7 separate regions of the Mus musculus genome follow, and regions 1, 2, 3, 4, 5 and 6 are each linked to region 7. Evidence: chromatin contacts called from public HiCAR-type, HiChIP or PLAC-seq and promoter capture Hi-C data. All regions are on one chromosome and are shown on one strand. Each heading gives the region's core, a stretch centred on a gene start, on an enhancer-like site or on the middle of the called end of the contact. The rest is flanking DNA. Distances are from core to core; before and after follow the strand shown. Region 1 holds the start of Uggt2 (UDP-glucose glycoprotein glucosyltransferase 2). Region 2 overlaps Dnajc3 (DnaJ heat shock protein family (Hsp40) member C3). Region 3 overlaps Uggt2 (UDP-glucose glycoprotein glucosyltransferase 2). Region 4 holds the start of Dock9 (dedicator of cytokinesis 9). Region 5 holds the start of Dnajc3 (DnaJ heat shock protein family (Hsp40) member C3). Region 6 overlaps Dzip1 (DAZ interacting protein 1). Region 7 holds the start of Mbnl2 (muscleblind like splicing factor 2).

Region 1 (3,376 bases), core at 260-2,759, 1.2 Mb after region 7:
AAGTGAATTTCATTCTCTCCAAACCAATGGTGTAGCATGTCCACTTCTCTGAATTCAACAGGAATTAGGATTCTTAGTATGTAACTTTAGTTATTATCTTATTAACTTATTTCTAACTTGAGTTTATTATGTCCTTTAATAATATATTGCATGTGACTTATACAGCAAGTCTTTTTTTTTTTTTTTTTTTTTTTTTGAGTAAAGATTGGCATTGTATGAGACATGCTGCCATTTAAGGCTGGCTCTGTCAACATCTGATTTCCTTCTATCCCACATCTCAACCAAAAATGAAAAAACGAAAACAAAACATGTTAAGGATTCACAATATACTTTTCCTCAGGCTCCATGACGGGAAAGCAAGTTCGGCGCCCTTAGGTAAACTTCCCGTCTACCTACCCAGGACCTACCCAGGCCTTTTCGATACTTACTGATCCTCGGCATAAATTGTTCCAGAAATGAGTGAGGCATGAGTCCTCAGAGAAAAGTGCCATCTACAGTAGGAAGTAAGTAAGTTCTGCGTTCAGGTCCTAAAGTGAAAATCCAGCGACACGACAGCTGACAAAAGAGTCACTGGGAGAGAAGTCAGTAGTGAAGGTGCCACTTTGGCGTCGAGATTCACCTGAGCAGATTTTTGAACAGCATCTTCTAAAGAAAACTAAACACGTGAGGGTAAATGGAGTGCTTTCTCTCTTTCTCTGCCTCTCTTCATCTGTCTCGTGTGTGTGTGTGTGTGTGTGTGTGTGTGTGTGTGTGTGTGTGTTGGCAGCTGGAAGAGATGGGGTGTACCCACAGAGCAGAGGTGTACACAAATGGGAAGCAAGGGCTCTGTGCTCCTCCTGAACTACTTTTTCCCCACTTTTCTCTTACATTTCACTGCTATCATTTTCCGACTTTTCTTTTTCTATTCAGCTGTAATCTCTTGAAGCAGCGCCTCTCAGTCTTGTGGGGCACAGGAATCACCTGGGCCTTCCAAGGGGCTGAGAGTCAGGACACTTCTGCACCCAACTCCAAAAGCAAGTGGCAGGCCTGAGATGCCACTTCTGATAGCAGCAGGAGACCACTGAATCCTGGGGGGTGGGGGTGGCAGTGGCGGGGAGCGAGGTCCAGCCCTCAGAACCAGCCAGAGAGCAGGGAAAGCCCACTGATAGATAGATAAATCACAGCTCTCCCAACAGTGCACACAGGAGTCGCCTGCGCCTTTTTACGTCATTTTTGAGGCCTACTCTCGCTCCTGCTCCCCCCAGGTGATGCTAACCGGAAAGCTGGCCCTCACCCAGGGTCCCTGACCAGCGGGGCTGGGGCAGCTCCAGCTAGCGGTAGATTGGCATGGAAGGCTGGGTTCCCCAGACCCGGCGGCGGACCCTCCGAAAATCCTCGCGGCGGCCCTGCGTAGGCAAGGGGCCGATGTCCACCCGGGGGCTCCCCCCACTGCGCCCCTGGACCTCGCTGGCCACGCATGCGCACGCCCACGACCGGCGGACTAACGGACTGCAGCTCCCCCCACCGGAAGTGGACGGCGGAGCACCGGGAGGACCAGACCGTAGCGTGGCGTCTCGCGCTTCCCTCGGCGTGCCTTGGTGCGGGCCAGAGCCACGAAGGGGATGAGGCTGCTCCTGCGCTCCGTCGCGCTGTGGCTCGCCCTGCTCGGCGCCAGCACGGCGACTGCGTCCAAGGCGGTGACCGCCCACTTGACTGCGAAGTGGCCCGAGACCCCGCTGCTGCTGGAGGCCAGGTGGGTGCCCAGGCCCGGCTAGCGCCGCGGCCGGGGAGTGGCGGCGGGCGGAGGGACCCGGCATCCCTGAGACATCCCCTCCCGCAAGATGCTGTCAGACCTCGCGATTCAGGGTCGCTCACAGTCCCATGTCCCCTCAGATCCAGTGTCCGCCCAGTCCTGACGGCAATCCGAGGCGTTCTCCCGCCTGACCCCAGCATCCGCTTAGATTTGCAGTCCTCTGGAGCGAGCCCGCGCCCCCTTAGCGTCCCGAGCCGCACACTCCATCCCCTCAGACCTAATCAGAGGCTCTCAGATAGGGTTTCATCTCGTCGTCCACCCACCCCGCGCCCCCCCACACCCATAGCACCAATGCTCTAGATGGTCCCTGGACAACTCTTGCCACTCACTCGCCCCACCTTTCCCACGCACCTACGATTTTTAAAACTTCTGTGTCCCAAGTTTATTCCTGTTCCTGCGCTCTTGTTGATGTAGAGGGCAGAATGTGGCCTTTAGTGCAAGCTCTTCTGCAAAGTTCTAGTCAGCAGATAGTGCTTTGGAGTATAATTTTGATTTATATCCAAAATTAACAGTGGAGAAGGCAGTTTCTCGGTTACACCCTCCCCCCCAAATATCTCATCCAAAGGGATTTGTTTTCCGTTCTGTTTAGTTACCTTGTAGAAAGCAGACAATCGTAATCCCGCAAGCAGAAATGGCAACTCTGCTTCTCATGGTGATACACCTTTGTAATCCCTGGGGATTACATGAGTCTGTGGCTAGTCTGAAGTTACAAAAGGGAAACTTTGTCTCAAATTTAGTTCTTTAATATTGAGCATAAGCAGTTTTGTAACTGTTTTTTATGAATTTACAAGACAACATCCCATGGTTCTACAAAACAAAGGAAAAATCCACCACTATATTGCCTTGCCTTTACTTGATGGCACACAGCGTTTATTGACTAGGAGATTCTAGCTCAAATGTATCTGCTTCCTCTTATCTACAGTGCGTCCTGGCAGTGCATGGACCGGATCCTACATTTAGTCCCAGTCAGTCAATTTTTTTATTATGTATTTATTCTCTCCTAAACTATATATCCAGACTGCAGTTTCCCCTCCCTCCCCAACCTCCCATCTCCCCTAGAACCCTATTTCCTTCAGAAAATAGCAGGCTTCTCAGGATATCAACTGAACATGGCATAGCCAGTTACAGTAACACTAGCCACAAAAGGCTGAGTGAGGCAACACAGTAAGAGGAAAGGGTCTAAGAGCAGGCAGAAGAGTCAGGGACTTCCTCTCCCAGTGTTAGGAGTCCCGCAAGAACACCAGACTATACAACCATAACATATATGCAAAAAGTCTAGTGCAGACCCACAAGGGTTTGGTGGTTGCTGCTCCAGTCTCTGTGAGCCCTTATGATCCTGCTTAGTTGATTCTGTGGGCTGTGGTGGTGGCCTCACCCCCATGACTCCTACACTTCTTCTTCCCCATCTCCTGCAGGGTTTGTTTGTTTGTTTGTTTGTTTTGTTTTGTTTGTTTGTTTTAACAGTTAGCTGTATTGTTGGTGTTTTAGTTTCATGAATTCCAGATTATCACTTCTGTAGAATGTTCCTTAAAGCTTTTGACAACCTAGTCTGAGCCAAATTTGACACCCTCTTTACTTTGTGGT
Region 2 (3,586 bases), core at 81-2,580, 1.3 Mb after region 7:
GTTAGTTATACAGGTGGAGTTGTGTCTTGCTTTGATCTATGACTCTGCCCTGGTTCTTCCCTCTTGAAATAAGATTTTTTTTTTAACACTATAGGGGCCTAACTTGAAAGACTTATGATTTTAAGACTCTGGATTTTTTTTAAGACTGGATTTTTAAAGTGTTTGAATTTGTAAGATTGTAAAATGTTTTATATTGTGATGTTTGCATTAATGTGTGATCTTGGAAGTGAACAAAAAAGGTAGCGGCTTTACAGTGATGTGCTTGTATGTCAAATTGATAAGGGGTCAATTAAACTGGATACTTTTATGTCAACTTGACAAAAGCTAAAGTTATCTGAGAGGAAGGAACTTCAACTGAGAAAATACCTCCATAAAATAGGCAAGCCTGTAGGGCATTTTTTTTAATTGTTGCTTGATGGGGAAGGGCCCAGCCCATTGTGGGTAGTGCCATCCCTGGGCTGATCTTCTACAAGAAAGCAGGCTATGGAAGCCAATAAGCAGCACACCACTATGGTCTCTACATCAACTCCTGCCTCCAGGTTCCTGCCCTGTTTGAGCTCTTGTCCTGACTTTCTGCAGTGATGAACAGTGATGTGGGAAGGTAAGATAAGGGTTGCTTAGTTATGGTGTTTCCTGGGGGGGGGGGGACAGAGAACCTTTACATTCTGTAACTGAGTAGTTTCTACTTTCTCCAGCCCTAAAGAACAGTAGGACACATTTACCCAGGCCAGGCGGTGGTGCTGCATGCCTTTCTACCCAGCACTCTGGAGTCCTAGACAGGTGGATCTCTGAGCTCAAGGCCAGTCTGGTCTACCGAATGAATTCCAGGAGAGCCAGGGATTTACCAAGAAACCCCGTCTTTAAAAAAACCCAACAACAACATCCACGGACACTCCAGAACAACAACATAGACTAACGCACCAGAGTGCTGGACTCAAAGGTACTGATGACTCCGTGTGAGAAGCGAGAACTCTGGTGCTGCCCCAGCCTTTATCTCCACCACTCTTACTGTAGTGGATTTAAGTGAAAGCAAAGCTCCAAGGAAATGAAGAGAGTTTGAAAGCAACCGACTTTCACAGCTTAGTTGTTTATGACCAACGATGAAGCTGGGATGGTGGCTTGAGCGCGAGCATCAGACTCTCAGGGAGCCGAGGCAGGCTTTTTGAAAGAATGATTACAAAATGGAAAAAAGAAAGCAACTGAAGAGAAGTGAGGAACTACAACATTTCCCGTGAGAGAGGGATTTCCAAAGGCAGGTCACTGAACCTGCTTGGGTTTTGCTTCTTTAGGGCCATGGCTTAAAGCAGACAAAAGCAGGAAGTGTGCATGCTGAGATGCTCAGAGTCTGTCTGCTATGCACCCAGCTCCCTCCCACAGGAGGAGGGAAAACAGTTGGCCGGAACTGAGGGCGAGCGTGTGTGTGTGTGTGTGTGTGTGTGTGTGTGTGTGTGTGTGTGTGTGTGTGTGTGTGTGTGTGTGTGTGTGTGTGTGTGTGTGTGTGTGTGTGTGTCTGCTGAGGGAGTGTGTGTGTGTGTGTGTGTGTGTGTGTGTGTGTCTGCTGAGGGAGTGTGTGTGTGTGTGTGTCTGCTGAGGGAGAGCCAGAGGCTCTGGGAAAACAGTTGGCCGGAACTGAGGGCGAGCGTGTGTGTGTGTGTGTGTGTGTGTGTGTGTGTGTGTGTGTGTGTGTGTGTGTGTGTGTGTGTGTGTGTCTGCTGAGGGAGTGTGTGTGTCTGCTGAGGGAGAGCCAGAGGCTCTGGGAAAGAATACTATGTCCCCTCTGTTTCTCTGTCAGGCAGCGCCGGAACTGAGGGCGAGCGTGTGTGTGTGTGTGTGTGTGTGTGTGTGTGTGTGTGTGTGTGTGTGTGTGTCTGCTGAGGGAGTGTGTGTGTCTGCTGAGGGAGAGCCAGAGGCTCTGGGAAAGAATACTATGTCCCCTCTGTTTCTCTGTCAGGCAGCGCCAGCCTCATTTACCTGCTGACATCTCTGCTGTCATGATATCAACACTACCACTATGGATTCAGAAGTTTCTAACCTTTCTATAAAAGTTCTATATAAATTTAAGTATTTTGTTTTTCCTTCAATATAAAATATATAACTGAAATTAGTAAAACTGCCTTTTTTGTTTCCAGAAGCTATGGTACCATGCATGCCCTTCCTGTAACCATGACACAAGTGAACTGTGTCAGACGAAGCCACCTGTTACACTTCAGAATGAAAATGAAAGAATAACCTAGTTTAAGTCCCACTTTTCTAGGGCATGGTGTTCTCTGCTCTTCCTGGCAAACTCACATAAATGAAAGCCCTTCATCAACTCTGTCCCTGATGCTGTGTGAAATAAAGGTAGAAACAGACTTCTAAGATGGACTTTCTTAAAATTTTAAGTCAAAGGCTAAACATGAATAAGAAGCAAGTAGTGGATATGACCATAAATATTTTTATTAAATGTGAAAATACACGGGCATAAAAATATTGCCCATATTCATATTGCCCATATTGACACATGTAAGCCCAAGTTGAAATAATTTTAGTTCTTTTTTTATTAAAACACTAAATTGAGATGGATTAAGTAAGATGTGTCCCATTTAAAACAAATATAAACTTAAGAGTAATAATTTAACGTATCAAACATCTTGAATTTTTACCTCCCCTGTGCCCTGCATTTCTTTGCACAGGTATTTCAACCATAGATAGTGCAATAAAACCTGTTGTTACTATACACAAAGCCACGCAGTGGCTAAATTTTACTCTTAAATCATTCAGCAAATGAGATCATCTGTTTAAAAAAAAATACCTCCCCTTTGAACATCATTTGAAATTACAGAATCAACTCTGCCACTAATAGAAGAGAAATGATACGATCTGGAAAAGATGAGCTCTTAGCGATTACCATTTCCCTCCCTCCTCCTACAGCAAAGTCCAGTACAGTCAAGCAAACCATCTTGGCCCCCCACTTACCCAGGACGTATCTGTAAGGCAGGTCGGCACCCACAGGGCCTGCGGAGTCACAGTTACCTAGTACAGCTTGCCGCCTTCATGGCACATGCCAGCTTCTGACCCAGGAATAGATAACGGTGACCACTGACATTTTTTACTTAGTTATCTGTAATCCTCTCTCACACTCGTTTTGGGGATGTGTTTAAGTTTGGTATTTTTGAAATGGGGCCTAAAGTCACAGTGACATGCTATTGCAGCCCCACATTCTGGGATTACAGGCCTGAGCCACCATGCCTGCTTATGTTAAAAAAAAAAGAATTTTAATTCCATTCATTATCAGAACTCCAGTGACAAATCTGCATACTGCTATTTAAAAACAGACTTTTAACACTCACTACATTTTTAACTTAAGACGTTACATCCAATTCACATTAATAAACCACTGAGATGTTTTTCAGGTTTTCTTCTATTCACAGTAAGAAAGAGTAAAGTTTTAGAGCTGAGAAATAAAAGGAGTGGCCCCGTGGCCCCACAGCAGGTGCCTTTCCTTCTTCCAGAGCGACGAGCACTGGACACAGCCCAGTGACACTGTACTTAGGAAGCTCACCACAGAGGAGGGGACGTCTATGGACAGAACGGAGTTCAGCCAAAG
Region 3 (3,461 bases), core at 452-2,951, 1.3 Mb after region 7:
AAATGAAAGAATGAACCTCAAAAGGAAATAAACTTTTTTTCCCGTTTCTGCCAAAGTATTAGCTTATTTTCATACCCGCCATTATTATTATTTATTATTATTATTATTTATATTCTCTGCCAAAGGCCCCTGGAGGAGCAAATCCACTGGGTTTGTGCGTTCTTCTTGCCTAAATGTTAACAAGGTATACACCAGTGAGCAGCTTGCTTTTTACATGTAAGTTTTAAAATACATTTAAATTTTATTAATTTGATTTGATTTAGAATAGTTTTAATTAATGTTAGAAATGCGTTGAATTTAACAAGATAATGAGAAAAAATATATATTGTAAATTTTCCTTTCCCATGAAGGAATATCATATTTGGAAAAAGAACGAAGTCAGTGGAGAAGAAGAAGATGGTATTCAGAATTTAAAGAATATTTTTAAGAGTTTATATAAAGGACCACAAAGAATGCCTCAGAGATATTTCAGTTCTGATCCTGGTGCTTTAGAGAGCACTTTCAGGGGCGCGCCTCTCTCCTTCACTGAAAGGCCTGGGTAAAGCAACCACATGGCAGAGTCCCAGAATGCACCAGTCCCTTCTCTTCTGAAAGCCTTGTATTGATCACACAGTGGCTCTGTGATATTTGCACCCTTACATCCTTATGCACTGCCTATTGTCACAGCCATAATGTCTGAAGGTGTTTTAGTTTACCTCTACATATTTCACAATGTGTATTCATAAGTCATCATTTAAAGGCCTCTGAATATAAGTTACCCTGTATTTGTCTCCATGTCCTTTGACTTAGGATTATGATGCTTTCTGTTCTGCGGAACACCGAAACTCCCGTGAAGTTCTGGTTTCTGAAGAATTACCTCTCGCCAACATTTAAAGTAAGCACATGGCTATTTTACAATGTGGCTAAAGCTTGATACTAATTTCTTTGTTACCATTGTAATCTCTGAAAACATTTCCCTTTTCAATGTGAGGTTTTTAAATGTGTATTTGCCAAATAGGGCATGGGAGTGGAAAACACATGGACTGAGATGACACAATACAGGATCCGTCCTAGCAGATGCTATCACTAATTAGAAAAACCATTCTCTGGATAAAAACCTTGCAGCACTTCATGGCAAAAGTAATGCCTCTTCAAAACGGGGTTTTCCTTTCTGGTTTGCTTTTTCTCTCTGTTTCTTCTTCGTACGGTGCTTTCGTGCATAACATAAACACTGGTGAGTGCGCAGGTGTAAGCCTGTAGCTTTGCTCTGTTCACAGTAGCCAGGCCCTCCCTCCAGCCAGAAGGTCATTGGCCTAACTACCTGTCTGTCTCAGTTCCTGAGGAGTCTGTTTGGGGAAGCAAGGCAGCAAGCAGTGGGCGTGAGCTGGAGCAGGAGGCTGAGCCACAAGCTTGAAGCAGTCTTTCAACACTCTCAAAGCCCGCCTCCAGTGACGTACTTCCTCCAACAGACACGTCTGCTGCCGCTCCCTCCCCTTCCTCCTTCACACACTCCCTTTCAGCTTGGGAACAAGTTTATTAGAATAGTATTTAAGCAGTTTTCAGTTTCTTTATAATGATTTATAGTAAGCTTCTTCTAAAATGTATTGTTTGATTTGTTATATGTGTCTAGGAGGTAATTCCTCACATGGCTAAGGAATATGGATTCCAGTATGAGCTTGTGCAGTATAAGTGGCCCCACTGGCTTCATCAACAGACTGACAAGCAGCGAATCATTTGGGGTTACAAAATCCTTTTCCTTGATGTCCTTTTCCCACTGGCTGTGGACAAAGTCATATTTGTTGATGCTGACCAGGTAACAAGAGCGATTACTTTTTACTAAAGCTTGCTTTGCATCTAACTGAACATGAACATGAGGATTTGCATTGCTCATTGATTGTCACTGTTAGTTTTTAGACATACACGACACGACATTTTTTATATCCACTAAGAACCTGGAGTTTAAAAACACACTAGCAGAGCGTGCGCAGACGGGAAAGTGTGACAAGAAGTACCGTCTGCGTACAACATGGCAGTTCCTATCTGAAACAGCCATTATTATTATTGTATAATTTGGCAAGTAAAACTAAGACATGTGTACATTATTCGTTATAAAAACAGTTCCATGCACCTGCGCGGGTACGCACGGGTTCCGCGCACCTGCGCGGGCACGCACGGGTTCCGCGCACCTGCGCGGGCACGCACGGGTTCCGCGCACCTGCGCGGGCACGCACGGGTTCCGCGCACCTGCGCGGGCACGCACGGGTTCCGCGCACCTGCGCGGGTATGCACAGGTTCCATGCACCTGCGTGGGTATGCACGGGTTCCGCGCACCTGCGCGGGTATGCACGGGTTTTCCTCTAGCTGCTGACTTGCTGGGAAGGTTAGCGGTGAGTGGTGAGTGTGGCCCTTCTCTCCTGCGTCCACCATCAACAGTGAAACCATCAAGTTTCCATCTGTCCATGACTTACTTAGGAAAGGCTCTAAATTTAGCTGGAGATAATGAAAAGCCACCTTCATTTCCAAATCTGTATGTATAGAATTATTAGCTCATTTCAGGATATTTGTCATCAGTAATCATGAAAATATTTGACAAGTGTACAGAATTTCTAATGCAGGAATACTTAAGTGTTCGTGTATATAAAGTGAATTCACAGGATATAAACGACATATCAAGGACAAAGGTGTATTTTCAGGTTTTATATTAGAATTTGCTGATAAGCATGGAGTGGAGATGGGGGCAGCTTTTTTTCTAAGTCCAGCACTGCAGAGAGTGAGGCAGGAGGATGAGGAGCTCAGTGCAGAAGCACGAATGAGGCCACCTGGAAACAAAAGCCAACCGGGAGGAAAAGACGGCAGAGAAGAGAGCAGGGCCCTTGCCTGGGTGAAGTCTAAGCCACTGCCGTCTGAGCTCTGAGGCCAGAGACTATTTATCACCTCATTGTAGAACAGCAGGGGACTAAATGCAAAAATTTATTGCTGGGCTCCTTACTCTGGTGAGTCAGCAGCCAGAAGCCTCTCTGGCTAAGCTGGTTAACTCTTTGTGAACCACAGAGGAAGGAAAGGAAAAGAATTAAGATGCTGGGGCTGGTGAGATGGCTCAGTGGGTAAGAGCACCCGACTGCTCTTCCGAAGGTCAGGAGTTCAAATCCCAGCAACCACATGGTGGCTCACAACCATCTGTAACAAGATCTGACTCCCTCTTCTGGAGTGTCTGAAGACAGCTACAGTGTACTTACATTAATAAAATAAATAAATCTTTAAAAAAAAAAAAGAATTAAGATGCTGTATACAGGCAAATGTACACAGACGCATATACATTCAAACATTCATATACCCACACTCTGGCCGGGCCCAACTCTTTGTCACAATCAACTCCGAAAATATTCATGCATGCTTACATACGTGCATATGTACCTGCACACATGCATATAAACAGACATACACATTTGGATGGATGGATGGATGGATGGATGGATGGATAG
Region 4 (3,685 bases), core at 765-3,264, 1.4 Mb before region 7:
TTTTTTTTTCTTGATACAGGAGCTTACTTTTAGTTCTAGGCAGGCCTTGAACTGGTGGCAATCCTCCTGCCTTAGTTATCCCCGAGTTTTGGAATTATAGGTGTGAACAGCCACACCCAGCAAGTTAACTATTTTTTAAATGGACTCAGTAATTTATTTACTACACAGTGGTGATCATAGTCAGAAGGATTTCTGGTGTTTAAATGACAGTGGCAGGTGCTGAAGGGAAAGAGGGAGGGCAGTTAGGCACTGTGTGGCCTCTCAGTTTCCACTTGAGTCCTACTGAGCTCTGGCAGTCTCCATCATCCTGGTGCCTGCAGAGTGATGGTGGGGCTGGGTGGGTTTGGACTGCATTTCTTCTGCTGGCTTCTGGTCCTAGACTATTTTGTACATTGAGACTGTGGATGCTATTTACTGACTATTATAATATTTGTATCTGTTACTAGACAGGTCTTGATTTCAAAGAAGTGAACAGGCACTAAATGGGAGGGGTTCCACCCGAAGGGCATCTTTACATTTAACCCACCTGTAGTACATGCTTTCTGTGCATCTTTGTAGCAAACCCCTTCGTGCATCTTTGTAGCAAACCCCTTCGTGCATCCTTGTAGCGAACCTCTCCGATGCTTGTGTTTTGATTTTTGCTAGTTGATCTCTTAAAAAGTTACTCCTTCAGGGAATATGAGGAAACAAAAAAGATAGCAGACTTCTTTTTTTTTTTTTTTCCATTTTTTATTAGGTATTTAACTCATTTACATTTCCAATGCTATACCAAAAGTCCCCCATATCCACCCACCCCCACTCCCCTGCCCACCCACTCCCCCTTTTTGGCCCTGGTGTTCCCCTGTACTGGGGCATATAAAGTTTGCAAGTCCAATGGGCCTCTCTTTCCAGTGATGGCCGACTAGGCCATCTTTTGATATATATGCAGCTAGAGTCAAGAGCTCCGGGGTACTGGTTAGTTCATAATGTTGTTCCACCTATAGGGTTGCAGATCCCTTTAGCTCCTTGGCTACTTTCTCTAGCTCCTCCATTGGGGGCCGTGTGACCCATCCAATAGCTGACTGTGAGCATCCACTTCTGTGTTTGCTAGGCCCCGGCCTAGTCTCACAAGAGACAGCTACATCTGGGTCCTTTCAATAAAATCTTGCTAGTGTATGCAATGGTGTCAGCGTTTGGATGCTGATTATGGGGTGGATCCCTGGATATGGCAGTCTCTACATGGTCCATCCTTTCATCTCAGCTCCAAACTTTGGCTCTGTAACTCCTGATAGCAGACTTCTGCAAGAACATCTGTGTATCTCTCTTCTTCAGGATATCTTTGGACTTCCCATCTTTTTCCTATTCTTGAGGGAAGAGACTTTCTGCTTTACGTTTCCACTCTGACCTTCTCCATCCTTTAACACTGGGCACACTACATCCTGGCACACACACGTTGTTGTGTGCAAAGAAAATGTCCATGGTAAATGCTTTGGCTGCATTATTAATTTATTCAGCATTACGGTATCATCTCCCTGGCATAAAACAGATACATGAGTTTGTCTGCTGCTGTCTGTCCTGCAAGGAGAAATGATTTCTTGAACTGTACCTCCTGGGAACACCCTTGCTTGCTCGTTTGGTCCTGCTTTGATCAGGAGCCAAGTTCTTGGTGCTTAGCCATAACACAAATGAAAGCGTTTTGAAACTGCAACTTTTAGACCAGCCAGGCGACCTAGCTGGGGGCTTCAGATCGGAAGTCCTTATGAGGGAGCCTCGCTGGGATCGGCAGGCTTCCTTCTCAATGCTGCACTATTTGGATTCACATTGATTTGGCCCACGCTGTGTGGAACAGACACAATGAGGCTGGTCTTTCATTGCAGAGGCAGTACACTGTGTATTGTTCTGTTTGGGGGTTGTTTTTCTTTGGCCAGCGAGCAGGAGCCTCCCATTCTCCTAGCTGTAGTAACACCCCTAGAGGCTGGCCTTCTCGGTCATGCCTTCCCCACCCCTCAGGCTCTGCACTTCCAGTGCCTGGGAAACAGGCTTCAGGCTTCCTTTCCTTTCTCTGGCCAGCGGTGCGGCTGGTGGGGGACTCTCAGCTGTCCCTGCTGCAGGCTTTCTGACAGTGGTCTGTGTGGAGAATGCAGGCTGAGAAGTACAGGACGAGCGGTAGAAGTGACAAGAAGGAGTTGGTCATCGAGTCCCCCCTGCAGTACAAGGATGCAGCTCAGGCAGACGTGGAGGCAGAGAGCTCCACATTGGTAAGAGTCCCGTCCTGTCGCCCTGTCCCGGGACCGTGACTGCTTCTGAATGAGTCAGTGACCCACCGCATCCCGCTGCTCTTTCTGACTTTCCGACTTGCTCCTTTCTGACTTGCTCCGCCTGTCTCTAGGAAACCCTTATCTCTACCTTTCCTTATAGACTGGCCTGAAGTCTACTTCCATCCTTCCTCAGGAAAGAAATGTTGACGTTTGTGGGTGAACAGGTTTCTGGGAGGAGCTTTGCATAAAACAATTTAGTATTGTTCAAAAATTTTGTCACACCTAGCCACAACGATTTTTTTTTTTCAGAAGTCAACTGGGCGGGGGTTTTAACAGCACCCTGGGAGTTGGAAAGGAAGTATTTTGCAGACTTAAACCCTTCTGTGCATTGTCTATTTATGTCAGTGAGAAAACAAGGCAGGTAGGTGCTGAGGAGTGCACGCCGGTCTCTTCCCCTTGTTTATTTTTATCAGGGGCGTTTGTGTTGAACAGAGTCAGAAAGAATCTCAGCTGACAGCAAAGTTGATGTTTTAGCATTAGCCAAACCCATAGTAGTTTGAACAAACTCAAGTGCCTTCTTAGACTCTGGAAGGGAAGACCATGTAAAGTAATTGTGTTGTTAACCGTCAATGAGTAGGCTGTGCTTCCCGTTTGGAATTTCTTTAGTACAATAAAGGCACATAATTTTTTAAAGCAAGCTGCAGAAACCACCAGCGTGCTCTGCCGAGGGGACAATTGAGCCTTTCACACGGGCTGTTAAAGGGATTGTCAAGCTAGTGCCTAGTACCTCTGTGTAGCTTTCCCCACCCCAAACATGGAAGTTCAGTTGTGGCTGCTCTAGTGCTCTAGTGTTTGGTTTCCAGTTTACTGCACTGGCAATTAACAGCTGTGAGGGTGGGAGCTTAAACTCTCCAAGAGCATATTTCACCCTGACCGAATCGCTTTCCTTTGTGATGAGGGGGGTTAACTTACTTGTATTGCGCCGCCTTCAAAACTGTACTGCTTGTTCTTGACTGAAAGTCAGTCAAATAAGTTGGCTCCCCCTCCCACCCCACCCCGCCACACGCACACAGTTCATTTTTAACATACAGATTTACTGCCTCCGCCCCTTTTCTGGAATATAAAGTTTACAGTTGTTTGCTCCCTATCTTCAAGCCTGATAGATAGCTCATTGTATCATCGTGGCTTGAGTCACCTGCATGCCTCCTAGGGTGAAATCCTAGAGTGGAAGATGAAGGATGTTGTGTGGTTTGGGTTTCCTGGGTGGATATCCTGAAATGTGTTTGTTCTCTCGTGGTTCTCTGGATGGGCAGAAATCGTTACCGGAAGAACTAAGTAGCTTGTAGTGATGTTCTGATTTTTTTCTTTCAAATAATGTAGAAGTGACTTCTCTTAAAAAAACATGACTGCTCTTTCTAGTGTTCTCATGTTTTCTGCGTATGCTGTAG
Region 5 (3,649 bases), core at 622-3,121, 1.3 Mb after region 7:
GTGAGTAATTACAACTAACTCACTGCATCCTGATCTGGTACTAGGAATGCAACTCCAGTCTTCTGCAAGGCCAACAAACACACTAACCATTTCTCCAGTCCCAAGATAAATTTTCATTAAGCTCTTGGAACACCAGCTCCCAGATGTGTAACACAGAGACTATCACATATCTCTGTGGAATAAGAGCTGGCTTACAGAAATGCTCTTTCCTTCTCCATCACCTGCCATTCTGCACAGGTAATACTCCTGGAAAAGCAACACTGGCTTTCTCCTCAGAGAGGCCACTGGTGCTTTCCTGACGGGAAAACTCGGAGTTTTCTTATAGAAATACCACAGTAGAGAGATGAAATGCTAAAAGTCCTAATCCTGCAAAGAACAGAAACTCGAATAAGGTGCTTGATCTACAAGCTCCTGGATGAGGTAAGGCAAACAAAAATAAGCACTCCCATGTCTGGAGAGTAAGTTAAATCGACACTAAGTAGAGCATAGACAACTTTCCCTTAAGTTACTAAAATAAGTCACTAATGATAACTGGGCACAATCAATGCAGATGGAAAGAATTAGAAAATGAAAGAAAGTTAGAACATATGACCCATACTAAAGTGGTCCAGGCCTTCAAATTCCAATCCCCTCACTTTTGAGGCTGGCTCCAACATCAAATTATTGGTCTCAATATTGCCACAGTACACATTCTGATTTGGGGTTCAAAGAACGTATGGTGATCAGGAAGCCAAAACCAACAAAAACCATACCTTTAATGGTTAAAAACCTAAGCATATGTCTTTAAAAAAAAGAAAGAAAGAAACCCGCATAGACTTCTATGATGGTTTCATCATAAACTGTTCCCAATTTCAGTTCCTCAGTCCCTCCAAATGGAATATTCAACTGTTTACTCTTTCCATGACAACTATCCCCAGACTTACAGGAATGAGTACAGAGCAGTGCCCAGGACAGATGTCACTACAGCACCGTAACCAAGTTGGGAAGTTCAGTGGGCATTTGGGGCTTCAATGTCTAACTCCTCCCCGCTCTGACACCCAAGATAGGACAGGCCTCTATTTTTTGCTATTCTGTTGGGAGTAGCCAACATTCCAGTCTGGAGCCCAGGGTGAAACGTAAGCGCTCCCTATTTTTTTTTTTAAGAGACTTTTTTTTTTTTTTTTTTTTGCGATGACTAGAAAAAGTAACGTCAGTGGGGGGACAAAGTTGAATGTCGCCTTGCTGGGAACTGTGAAGCCACAGCCAGCCCAGCAAGTTAGGCGCCGGGAGCTCCGAGCCCAGAGGTGGGCTTCTCCAGGCACCAGCCTAAGTTGCGCGCCCGACGCGGGGTCGTGAGGGAATGGGACTGGCTTCGGAAAGGGCCCTGGCCCGCCACTCCGGAACCGGGACCCGTCCCGTGCATGCCGCCGTTTCGCCTCCTCCCGGCACCCCCGATCCAGGGTCCCCCGGACGCCGGACTCCCGGCTGCGCTGGCCCAGGCCGCCGAAACCGGCCTCGCGCGCGCGGCCCGCCAGTCCCGCCTCTCAGCCCACGGAACCGGAACCGGGCTCGGACCCAGCCTCGCGCCCCGGAGCGCCGCTCCCAGCCGGGACCGGGACCCGAAGCCCGCCCCGGGAGCAGGGCGGGACTCACCTTCGTACTGCAGGTCCACCAGGACCAGCAGGAACGGGAACACCGCGCCCAGCCGGCTGCCCACCGAGCCGGGGGCCACCATGTCCAAGGGCGCCTGAGCCGAAGAGCAGGAAGGTGCGCGGCCCAGCAGCCCGCGCGGCCAACAGCCCGCAGCGAAGCGCCCCGTCCACTCGCTCGCTCGCTCGGTCAGCGCTCGGGCCTCAGCGGCGGCTGGCGCCCGGCGGCGGAAAACAGCGGTAGGCGGGGCCCGCGGAGCCACGCCCCGGGCGCCGCCGCCGCCCAATCGCCTTCCTTCTGGCCACAGAGCGGCCCAGCTCGCCCGGGTCGTGGTTGGCGCTGATTGGTTGTGGGGGCTGGCGCCCCGCCCCGCCTCTGATAGGATAACGTGGAAGCACAAGACGAGGCTGCGTCCGCTGGTCGTGGAGCTGTCAGCGGGCTCCAAACCGCCGCCGAGCGCCGAGGAGGAAGAGGCTGGGGAGGCCGGGCTGCGGCCGCCGAGTCCGCATGCGCGGGCCCTAGAGCCCTTCTGGGCCGGCCTCGCGGGCTGGCTTGGCAGGGGCGGCGGGTTCCTGGAGCGAGCCCAGATTCCTTCGGGTAGTGTTGGGGGATAAGGCGCCGCCGCCTGGGCTGGTAAGGCCAGAGAGTCTCAGGAAGTCTCCAGGGACGTCCGAGAGAGATGACTGGACTTCTTGAATGAAATGGGGGAAGAAACCCAAATAGCCACTCCGTGGGTGAAAAGGGGAAAAAAAAAGTTTATTCCAAACTGCGAAGGCTGTCTCTCGGGAAAGCAGAGAGAAGCGCTGCGCGGGCTGGGGTGATGGTGGGGATTTATCTTCTGGGTTATATGGGACCTTGACGGGCTAATAGACCCCACTGTCATAAGTTAATGGAAGAGCCAAATGTCCCTTTTCCCAGAGATAGGAGAATAACTCCACTTAGCAAGTAGGAACTATCTTCACCACCACCACCACCCCGAGGGAATGCTGGCTTTTGTCTAGATGCCCTACCTGGGGGAAAGGAATTTCTTGGGGGACCTGACACTATTGAGGTCTGCTAGTGGATCAGAGATGCAAGAGCCATTCTACCAAGTCTCACAGTTGGTCTGGGTGGCTCTCTTAAAATCCGCAGTCCTCTCAGTCTCGCCAAAGAAACTTCCAGAATCACTTTTTTTTTTAGGTTGGCTTAATGGTTTCTGGGGCTATTTCCTGCCCTAGACTAAGTATCTATTGATGCATCCTTAAAATGCTTCCAGTGCCTTTAGCTCACCCTACATAACAAAGTCCCTACCCATTACTTGCTCAGTCTTCAGTATTAGCCCTCTGCTTTCCCAAGCAATGACCTTAGTTTGGAATAAACTTTTCTCTTATACACCCACCAAGTGTCTATTTGGGTTTCTTTACTGTGCCTATTTCATTCAAAGACATAAGAACTTGGACAAGATTGTCGTTAAATTAATCAGGTAGGTTACGCCCATAGCTGCTCTGTTTGAACAGACACTATATGGCAGCAACGTTTTACACATCGCTAAATAACGTGGGTTTGTTATTCAAAGCTTTTGATACCTTAGTGTTACTTCATGCTTACAAGGACTTACACATTATGATGACTTTTGAATGAAAAAAAGGACGTGGCTGCTCTTAGGTATGGTGTAGGTAAAAGGGAGATAGAGACATCTGGGAGAGTGGACATGGCCCTGAGCTGTGTGAGAAAAGGGGGAAGGGAACCAGGTGCAGCAGCCAAGAGGGCAAAGGTTACCAAAAAGAAAAAGAAAGATGGCTGGCCAAAACGGCTGGGTTATATAGGGAAGCGCCTCTGGAGGAAGGGAAGCCCAGCCCCAAAGCTGGAGAATTCTGAGTAAAGGGCTGGACTTGCCTGCCATAGCTGCAACACATAGGGACTGAGGGATGTTGGGAGAACTTTGCTATGTTAAATAGGACCTCAGCCATTTGTCTCAAATTTGAAACCTAACATATTTGTGATTTCCTGAAGATACACTACAAAGGGTGAAAAAAGGAAG
Region 6 (3,431 bases), core at 157-2,656, 1.4 Mb after region 7:
AAGGCCAGCCTCAGCTATATAAGACCCTATCTTTAAAAATAAATAAATAAATAAATAAACTAAAATAATAAAATCAGAAGTTATTGCCTTAGTATTTCCCAATAGATCTTTGCTATTTAGGCAAAATATATCGGGGGATATGTGCATATAGTAGCTTGTATATACCTATGTATGTCTGTATAAATTATTTGGAAGCAAACAAATGTATTCGTGTAACTCCTTTTCTTCTTCATTGACAGAGCAAGTGTTCTCTTCACACATACTGGAACCAATAGAAGAACTTTCTTCAGAGGAGGAAAAAGGTAACGAAGCTTTGGGGTTTCCTTGTTCACTCGGGTCTGGACCTTGGTAGTGCATGTCTGCGCTGTATAGCGCACGGTACTGAAAGCAAGAGCCGCCTAGATGTGGATTGTGTGTTTCGACCTGTGTGATGTGCAGCATTTTGTTATTTTGGTCCCCTAATCTTCTGCTTGATTGAATTTTCTGCGGGTAAGTTAATGAGAGATTTCTTATGTCAGGAAACGGAAAAGCAGAAATCCTTTATTTTGATACAGATGGGGCTCGTGTATCGTATCCCTGACAACGTGACACCGTGTGTCCCAGAGTGGCCTCTCACAGTGTTAGCCTGAAACGAATGAGAACGTTTCCATTTCCAGATTACCGTTCTGTAGCAGTGCTGGGGCTGGAACCCAGGGCTTGCACATGCTAGACCAGGGCTCTGCCTGGGAGCCATAGCCCCCGTCCCCTAATCACTCTTAACGTCAAAAATGAACCCAGGATGTAAGCACCGGGTACGAAATAGAGCAAATAATATCCACAGTATGCGATGCGGGAGCTGTCAGAGGCCTTAGAGGAATGATTTTGCTTGCATATTTCTTTTGGCATTCCTTAAAATTACTTATATATTTTTAAAGCTTATGAAAAATTGTGTAATTATCTTTTCTTATTACAAAAATCTGTTTTTGAGGCAGGACTTTGTGTATTCCAGCTGTGCTTGAAGTCTGCTTCATCACGCCCCTCCCTCCCTCCCTCCCTCCCTCCCTCCCAAGGGTGGTGACCACCGGTGTCTGCCCCAAACACTCTGGGTTCTTTTGGGAGTGTGTTTTGTTTTGTTTTGTTTTTTTCTTGTTTTCTTTTTTCTTTTTCTAGACAGGGTCTCCTTGTATAGCTCTGGCTCAGGAAGAGAGGTGAAAAAATAAGTATTCCAATATGTAGACCTTGAAAAATGTCCTATTTTTTAATTGTGTGTGTGTGTGTGTGTGTGTGTGTGTGAAGAGTTTTCTAAAGCACTGGCAGTTAATCAGCCTCACAAATGTTGAAAGTGTAAGATTTAAGGCAACCTCTGACTTGTAATAACATTACCATATATACTTTATATTTCCAGCTGAGCGATCAAGAATAGCAAAATATTAAAACTGTGTCTTCCTGTAGGGTTTCTTTTTTTGCTATTTAATATGCAAACTAATTTGGCTAATTTTGTTTTTAGTGAAACTTAATTAATAGGTGAACATTTTGGCTCACACTTGTAATCTTACCATTCTGTCACTGGCTTTGAGGCCAGCCTGGGCTACAGTGAGACCTTGCCTTAAAAAAAAAAAAAGAAGAAGATGAAAGAAAAAAACATTAACTTAACAGAATATGACTTAGTGCTGTGATCAGATGGGTATCTGGAGAACATGTTAAGCAAGAGACATTTTGTGTAAGATCTTTCACAGATCCACGTCCCATCTGCTAAGGCAGATGAGTACTGGAAGATGGGGGCGTTTCTTGCAGCCAGCCTGAAAGAAGAAACACGTCTTGCAAGCGTGAGGAAGGCATTTGTTCAGTGCTTTTGAAGGAAATGAACCTTCTTGGAGGTAGAATCCAGAATGATAGTTTATTTGACAAACTTCTTCCAAATCTGGCTTTGGACAGTCCCTAAGGTTGTCACCTGACAGATATGGCTCTCTTTAGTCAGGTCTTAAGCTCCCTTGTACAGACTGGCCTTCATTGTGCAGGGCCATGCCTTTAGGCTCAGGTTCCAGGCTCCCTTGAAATAGACATGTTTTCCATGGGCGGTAAAGTAGACTAGAGTGAGCTGCGGCTGTCATCGCCGGGCTCTGTTCTGGTTCGGTAAAGAGGAGATACAGGCAGATTGGACATGGGAAGTAGAGTATTACCTGGCCTTTTGTTTGTTTGCTTCTTTGTTTAGCTTTTGTTTGTTTTAAATTATATGATGTTTCCCTTTCTAAGGCTTTGTTAACCTGTTTGAGGTTTGGTAAAGACTCTGAAAGGGGAGAATAAACATAAACTTTGATATATACTTAGGATTCACTAAGTTATCTCTTTAAAACTTAAAGAAAATTTAAATAAATTGGACCCTTTTTTCATCATAAAATAAATTCTAACTAATCTTAGAGACATTTTGGGAAATACTCTCACTGATAAAACAGTAAAGAAATATATATTATATCAACTACTTAACCCAGTTAACTCTAACTTAGGTAAGCAGTCAGGAGTCTGAAACCACTGAAGTTCTGGCACAGATTTAAAAGTTACAGAAGCTCAAAGACCTAGGCATTATAAAACATCCAAGACCTTAAAGTCTTTCTGACTTAAAGTTGTGAGTTTTCATTTTCCACTTGGAATGGGTTTGTATAATCCTTTTTAAATCTGCCTTCTAATAAAACCATATTTCAGGTCGAGAAAATGAGCAGAAATTAAATAAAAAGACGTCCTTAAGGAAACCGTCGAGCACCAGCCCATCCCCCCAGGAGCTGAGGACTAACCTGGAGCGGGAGCTGGGGAATAAACTAAGAAGCTTTGGGATTGGCGCGGTACGTCCTTCGCTCCCCGAGCGTTTGCTCCTTAGGCTCCCTTCTCTAAATCAGGACCCAACTCTGTACGATCTAGAGACTAGATGCTAAGAGGACTCAGGTTAGCAGAACCCTGGGTGGCATCTGCTAGAACCTGGTGCACTCCTAAGACCTTAACAAATACAAATGTGTTCATAAACGGAGGGGATAAGACTTGGAGTAAGTGTCATTATTACTTCTGTTGTATATAAAGATCAGGTGACTTGACTGGGTTCACGCAGCTAGTAAGGAGGAAGCCAGCGTGTGTGCCTGCGCGCTGTACAGTATTCTCCGTCTTCCTCCTCTGCTGGTGCTTCTTGTCTGTTGTGGGCACCAGCAGTTCCTTTGCAGACGCTCTTGAGACTAGAGTTCTGTGTTTGCTGTTCACATGGGTTTTCTGGGGTTTAGTTTTGATCAGAGCCTTAGCCATGGTTTTTCTCCTAGTGTGTGGAGACTTTTTTTTTTTTTTTGCTTGTTTCCAAGAACTGCAGGTGTGCACCCGCATGGTTGTTCAAAATTAGAAACGGTTTGACTTTATTTCCAGGTGAAGGAGTTGATATTATGGCTTGTGTGACCCAGCTTTCCCATTCATCCCAT
Region 7 (3,685 bases), core at 1,117-3,616:
AAAACAGGTCCCTAGAATTCTAGGAGAGAAAGTGTAATAAGTATTAGGTCCCTGAAGAGAAACTGAGGTAGGCACTTGCTCAAGGCCACACTAAGTAAGTGGTGCAGGAGGGCCAGCTGGTAGTAGGGACTCCAGGGAACTGCAGTGTGCTCTAGCCCAAATTCTTTCTTTAAAAGGAACCTCAATAAACACTAACCTTTCTCCAGATCCGTACAATCAAGGGTGTGCAAGAGGAGTGCCACCTGTGTCACAGGGTTAACAGCAGGGACTAGTGTATTTTATTTCCTTTGAGCCATCTGCCTTAGGACACGGTGCTGTATCTATGAAAGCAGCTGTCACCCACCAGCCAATCAACCTTGAACTTGGTAGCATAACCTGGGCCTTAGGTAAAGTTTCCAGGGGGGCTGGGAATGGGCCCCCTGGGATAGGACCCCCTGGGACGGGACCCCCTGGGATAGGCCACACAGGAAGGCTTACTGAGCCACGACACAGAGCGAGTTAGACCAGAAAGAAAGTGAAATCCGGCTCCCTGAGGCAGGCCATGGCTTTTCTCTAGCCAAGCCAGAAGCCTGCAGAAAACCTGGGCAGACAGGCAGGTAGGCAAAGTTGCCCTATTTGGCCTGTGAGGGGGGATGGATGGGCTGTGGGTTTAAATGGGAAGACATAACTCAAGTCCTGCCAACTGGGAGTTCGAATGTTCCTGGCCTGGACATAGAGAACTATTCCTTTCCACAAGCTGAATAGAAGAACACACAGCAGAAATAGTTGGGGGATGACGTCAGGAGTTCTGGGCTAGTGTCCTGCACTTCTCCTTGAAAGTAAAAACCGTGGTACGTGGCATTGCCCTTATTTAAATGAGCACTGCTCTCCCTCAGAACGGAGCAAACGAGAGGAAGAAACTTCCTCTTACATAGATGATAAAATGTCTCATTTAATTTTTGTTCCTTGTTGCTGCCTAAATATAAAAATGCCCTAATAGACATTTTCCGACTTAATCTTTGTCTTTTAAAGAGACAGTAAGGCTTTTTTGAAGAACATTAGAACATTCACGGAGGTGGCAGTTAGGCAAGTTTTTTTTCCCCCCTTCGCTTCAGTGCTTGCTAACTATTCTAAAAATGTTACACATTTATTGTAAACACATGCTTCCAAGGCCTAACAAAAAAAACACGGTTTCCTCAGCCTGGCAGAAATTTAAAACGGAAAAGGGCAGAAAGAATTCTTTAACACAGAGAAAGCCTTCCCTTCTCCTGGGCCAAGTGTGTTAAAAATAAATCTGCTTCACCCTTTCCAGCCGCTGCTTCTCGGCAAGAAAGTTGATCTGGCTGGGCATAGTGAGAGCCCAGCTTTAAAAGCTAGCCTGCTCTCATTAAATTATTCTGCTGGCTGTGTGTTCTCATTAAAAATGCATACAGATCAGATAATTGCAGTAAGCATTATTAACCCAGCCTTACTTTTGAATATAATGGTTCCACTTTTAAGCTGGAAACAAAGACAGAGGCTGCCAGGAAAAGCAATGTAAACATTGAACCACAGTGTCTAAGACTAGCCAGGAAGCTTCCTCTTCTGCCCTGGTGCTGCTTAAAATGTGCTTTTGAAACTCAATTAAAGCCATTGCCCTGTAGCACCAGGGTGGCCCCCAATTTCCAAGAAACAGACATATTTTCGTCCCAAACGTTCAGCCGATGATTATTTAAGCAGATTTTTTTTTTAAATTCTTAATTTCAAGTATGTTTTCAAAGAACAGGAAACACGTAAACTTTATTCTGTAGCCCACTCTGGCAGTAAAAAACCTCCATTATCTTAAGATAATCCTGGCCTGGATCTTTCAGATAATTAAAGATAATAATAATAAACAAATCTGTCCTTTAAATAAATAAATAAAAACCTCGGTTTTTTTTTTTTTTTTTTAATGCCTCACCCTAAACGGGCGGCGTAGATTCCAGCTTTGCCGTTTCTTGTTCTCAAATCCAAACGTTACGTAAAACTCCAGGGTTTCCTGCGAGTATTCCGTTCGAATTAGTGGAATCGGTCTCCCTGGCTTCCCTAAGCACACACATGGAATGCAGCATACTGCAGCAAACTCTTTAAACATTAAAAAAAAATTGGGGAGGGGGGGTTGTTTCTCCTACCTTGTTTAGCTCTGCTCGTCTTCCCCATGTACAGTAACCCCAAGAACATCTGGCAGGACCGAGTGGCCGTGGCTTCTCCACCGCATCATGAGGAAGGGGGGTCCATGCAAATAGTTCTCCGTCCCTGTTTATTGTACTCTGCGAGCCGCCGGCCGTGGCTGGAAAATTTTACCTTCAGATGATGAAGCAAAGACAGTCTAAACTCTGTTGCTGTGAGCTGCAGCCCTTCCTTCCCACAGGCCCCGCCCAGGCTCAGCCCACCAATCCCCGGCCAGCTCGTCAGCCCTCCTCGTCTGAAACTGGTCCTCATAGGATGACTGACACAGCAACACAGCGCTGGCAGGCTCTGAAAACAGTGCGTCCATACTGATGGAAAAGGGATCTCCCTCTCCGAGGAAAGCAGTCATAGCTCCGAGACAAAGTGGCACATAATTGGCAGAGCACAGAGAGGGGTAGCTCAGACAAATACGCTTCGAGACACCCAGCCCGTAGCTGGGAGTTGCATCATAAACACTCCGGGAATCACGAAACTCCTAAGATGGCCAAGAAATCCAATTGGATCCCAAACTAAAGTCTTAGGGCGTTTGAGGAAGCATACTGACATAGATGTACACATTCGTTTGTGAGACAATTCAGTGTTTTTCATGCAAAGTGATACCTTACGAAACATTTGCAGGCAATTTCCATGACGGAGGGAGGCTATAGCCAAGTTGGATTGCACACTGAAGACCAGACCATGCTTGAAGCCCCAGCACACAGCTTTTCTAGAGAGCTGTCATTTCAGTGGCTACTTACTGGAACCCATATATTTTCCATCTAAGTTTCCAGAGCACTAGAGACTTCAATTAGGGGATGCCGAAGGACAGAACTGATATCTCTACATTAAGCTTTGAGGCTCTTGGCTGGCACCCACTGGGGGATTAACTGTGTCTTAACCTTCTTAGATGCCATTTGATAAATGCTCATACGTTGCCCATCCTGTCTTTAGTGCCGCAATGACTGCTGGAGGGCGTTTACTGCTGAATACACATGGCACTGACCTAAGGGACATCCTCCATTTTCAATCTACAAAGGTTGACCCACAGATGCCAGAGGTTCCCTAAGATAAAGCAAGAAAAAAAAGAACGGAAAGGGTTATTTTTTTCTTCTTCTCAGTCAACAGCATTTCTGCATGCTTTGAAAACAAAAACAAAAACATATGGCATTTAGAAAACACAATAAGCACACATTTTCCTTCCACAAAACACAACATTTTGCATCTTAAAAATTAAGTATGAAGGTCCCGTGACTAACTACAGGCAAGAACAAAGATCCTATTCATCTGAAAGATTGAGCCTCTCTCTCTCTCTCTCTCTCTCTCTCTCTCTCTCTCTCTCTCTCTCTCTCTCTCTCTCTCTGCAACTGTTTAACGAATGCATCTGGAATGGAGTAACAGGGCAGAATGTAATGGTTTTGGTATTTTTAGATTTTGGAATTGTGTTCTTAAAACACATCATTTCTTGTGACTTGTGGACTAATTTTCTTCAATAGAATATCTTATTTTACTCCTCTTCACT

The links. Promoter capture Hi-C pulls out the DNA fragments that hold promoters and counts their contacts. HiCAR-type assays count read pairs that join an accessible place to other places. HiChIP or PLAC-seq counts read pairs in DNA pulled down with a chosen protein or histone mark.
Region 1: a promoter capture Hi-C map of stem cell-derived epiblast-like cells shows a contact between it and region 7, with 7 times the contacts expected there. The contact joins the promoter of Uggt2 here to the promoter of Mbnl2 in region 7. A contact is called at or near these places in 8 of 39 promoter capture datasets (cranial neural crest, embryonic stem cells, frontonasal cranial neural crest and 4 more) and 2 of 115 datasets of contacts at active chromatin or transcription factors (astrocytes and forebrain).
Region 2: a promoter capture Hi-C map of hippocampal neurons shows a contact between it and region 7, with 5 times the contacts expected there. The contact joins the enhancer-like site here to the promoter of Mbnl2 in region 7. A contact is called at or near these places in 7 of 39 promoter capture datasets (the C10 cell line, cranial neural crest, embryonic stem cells and 4 more), 1 of 484 Hi-C or Micro-C datasets (the G1E-ER4 cell line) and 2 of 115 datasets of contacts at active chromatin or transcription factors (embryonic stem cells and large pre-B cells).
Region 3: a promoter capture Hi-C map of pre-B cells shows a contact between it and region 7, with 6 times the contacts expected there. The contact joins the enhancer-like site here to the promoter of Mbnl2 in region 7. A contact is called at or near these places in 15 of 39 promoter capture datasets (the 3T3-L1 cell line, 3T3-L1-derived adipocytes, the C10 cell line and 10 more), 1 of 484 Hi-C or Micro-C datasets (pre-B cells), 8 of 115 datasets of contacts at active chromatin or transcription factors (acute myeloid leukemia, astrocytes, cardiomyocytes and 4 more) and 2 of 9 other capture datasets (adipose tissue and embryonic stem cells).
Region 4: a contact with region 7 is called in an H3K4me3 HiChIP or PLAC-seq map of pro-B cells, with 5 times the contacts expected there. The contact joins the promoter of Dock9 here to the promoter of Mbnl2 in region 7. A contact is called at or near these places in 2 of 39 promoter capture datasets (the C10 cell line and pre-B cells) and 1 of 115 datasets of contacts at active chromatin or transcription factors (pro-B cells).
Region 5: a contact with region 7 is called in a HiCAR-type map of astrocytes, with 4 times the contacts expected there. The contact joins the promoter of Dnajc3 here to the promoter of Mbnl2 in region 7. A contact is called at or near these places in 10 of 39 promoter capture datasets (the C10 cell line, cranial neural crest, frontonasal cranial neural crest and 5 more), 1 of 484 Hi-C or Micro-C datasets (bone marrow-derived macrophages), 6 of 115 datasets of contacts at active chromatin or transcription factors (astrocytes, embryonic stem cells, extraembryonic endoderm stem cells and 3 more) and 3 of 9 other capture datasets (adipose tissue, embryonic stem cells and macrophages).
Region 6: a contact with region 7 is called in an H3K27ac HiChIP or PLAC-seq map of large pre-B cells, with 3 times the contacts expected there. The contact joins the enhancer-like site here to the promoter of Mbnl2 in region 7. A contact is called at or near these places in 4 of 39 promoter capture datasets (the HPC-7 cell line, hippocampal neurons, liver and 1 more) and 1 of 115 datasets of contacts at active chromatin or transcription factors (large pre-B cells).

Annotation. Positions count from the first base shown.
Region 1 is chr14:119,097,567-119,100,942 of GRCm38.p6, reverse strand. Uggt2 (UDP-glucose glycoprotein glucosyltransferase 2) reads left to right here and starts at 1,509. Exons shown (of 39, transcript NM_001081252.2): 1 at 1,509-1,732. The coding sequence starts at 1,602. Gm16835 (predicted gene, 16835) reads right to left here and starts at 1,978. Exons shown (of 7, transcript NR_153786.1): 1 at 868-1,978; 2 at 429-655.
Region 2 is chr14:118,980,530-118,984,115 of GRCm38.p6, reverse strand. It overlaps Dnajc3 (DnaJ heat shock protein family (Hsp40) member C3), which reads right to left. Exons shown (of 12, transcript NM_008929.3): 12 at 2,414-3,586. It also overlaps a transcript of Uggt2 not described here. Among named protein-coding and RNA genes, the nearest start is that of Dnajc3, 44 kb to the right of the region's middle. Within about 2 kb of position 1,330, at least 84 of the 459 cell types and tissues checked have an H3K27ac peak or open chromatin away from gene starts, as enhancers often do.
Region 3 is chr14:119,005,476-119,008,936 of GRCm38.p6, reverse strand. It overlaps Uggt2 (UDP-glucose glycoprotein glucosyltransferase 2), which reads left to right. Exons shown (of 39, transcript NM_001081252.2): 33 at 790-874; 34 at 1,610-1,792. Among named protein-coding and RNA genes, the nearest start is that of Dnajc3, 69 kb to the right of the region's middle. Within about 2 kb of position 1,701, at least 375 of the 459 cell types and tissues checked have an H3K27ac peak or open chromatin away from gene starts, as enhancers often do. A contact at or near this core is called in the HPC-7 cell line, adipose tissue, astrocytes and 8 more, where this site is marked.
Region 4 is chr14:121,696,746-121,700,430 of GRCm38.p6, reverse strand. Dock9 (dedicator of cytokinesis 9) reads left to right here and starts at 2,014. Exons shown (of 54, transcript NM_001081039.1): 1 at 2,014-2,237. The coding sequence starts at 2,118.
Region 5 is chr14:118,936,154-118,939,802 of GRCm38.p6, reverse strand. It overlaps Dnajc3 (DnaJ heat shock protein family (Hsp40) member C3), which reads right to left and starts at 1,871. Exons shown (of 12, transcript NM_008929.3): 1 at 1,633-1,871. The coding sequence starts at 1,714.
Region 6 is chr14:118,888,641-118,892,071 of GRCm38.p6, reverse strand. It overlaps Dzip1 (DAZ interacting protein 1), which reads left to right. Exons shown (of 22, transcript NM_025943.3): 14 at 240-302; 15 at 2,680-2,816. Among named protein-coding and RNA genes, the nearest start is that of Dzip1, 35 kb to the left of the region's middle. Within about 2 kb of position 1,406, at least 11 of the 459 cell types and tissues checked have an H3K27ac peak or open chromatin away from gene starts, as enhancers often do. A contact at or near this core is called in hippocampal neurons, where this site is marked.
Region 7 is chr14:120,274,350-120,278,034 of GRCm38.p6, reverse strand. Mbnl2 (muscleblind like splicing factor 2) reads right to left here and starts at 2,366. Exons shown (of 8, transcript NM_207515.2): 1 at 2,130-2,366. All of the region lies in intron 2 of Gm52122 (a long non-coding RNA gene), which reads left to right.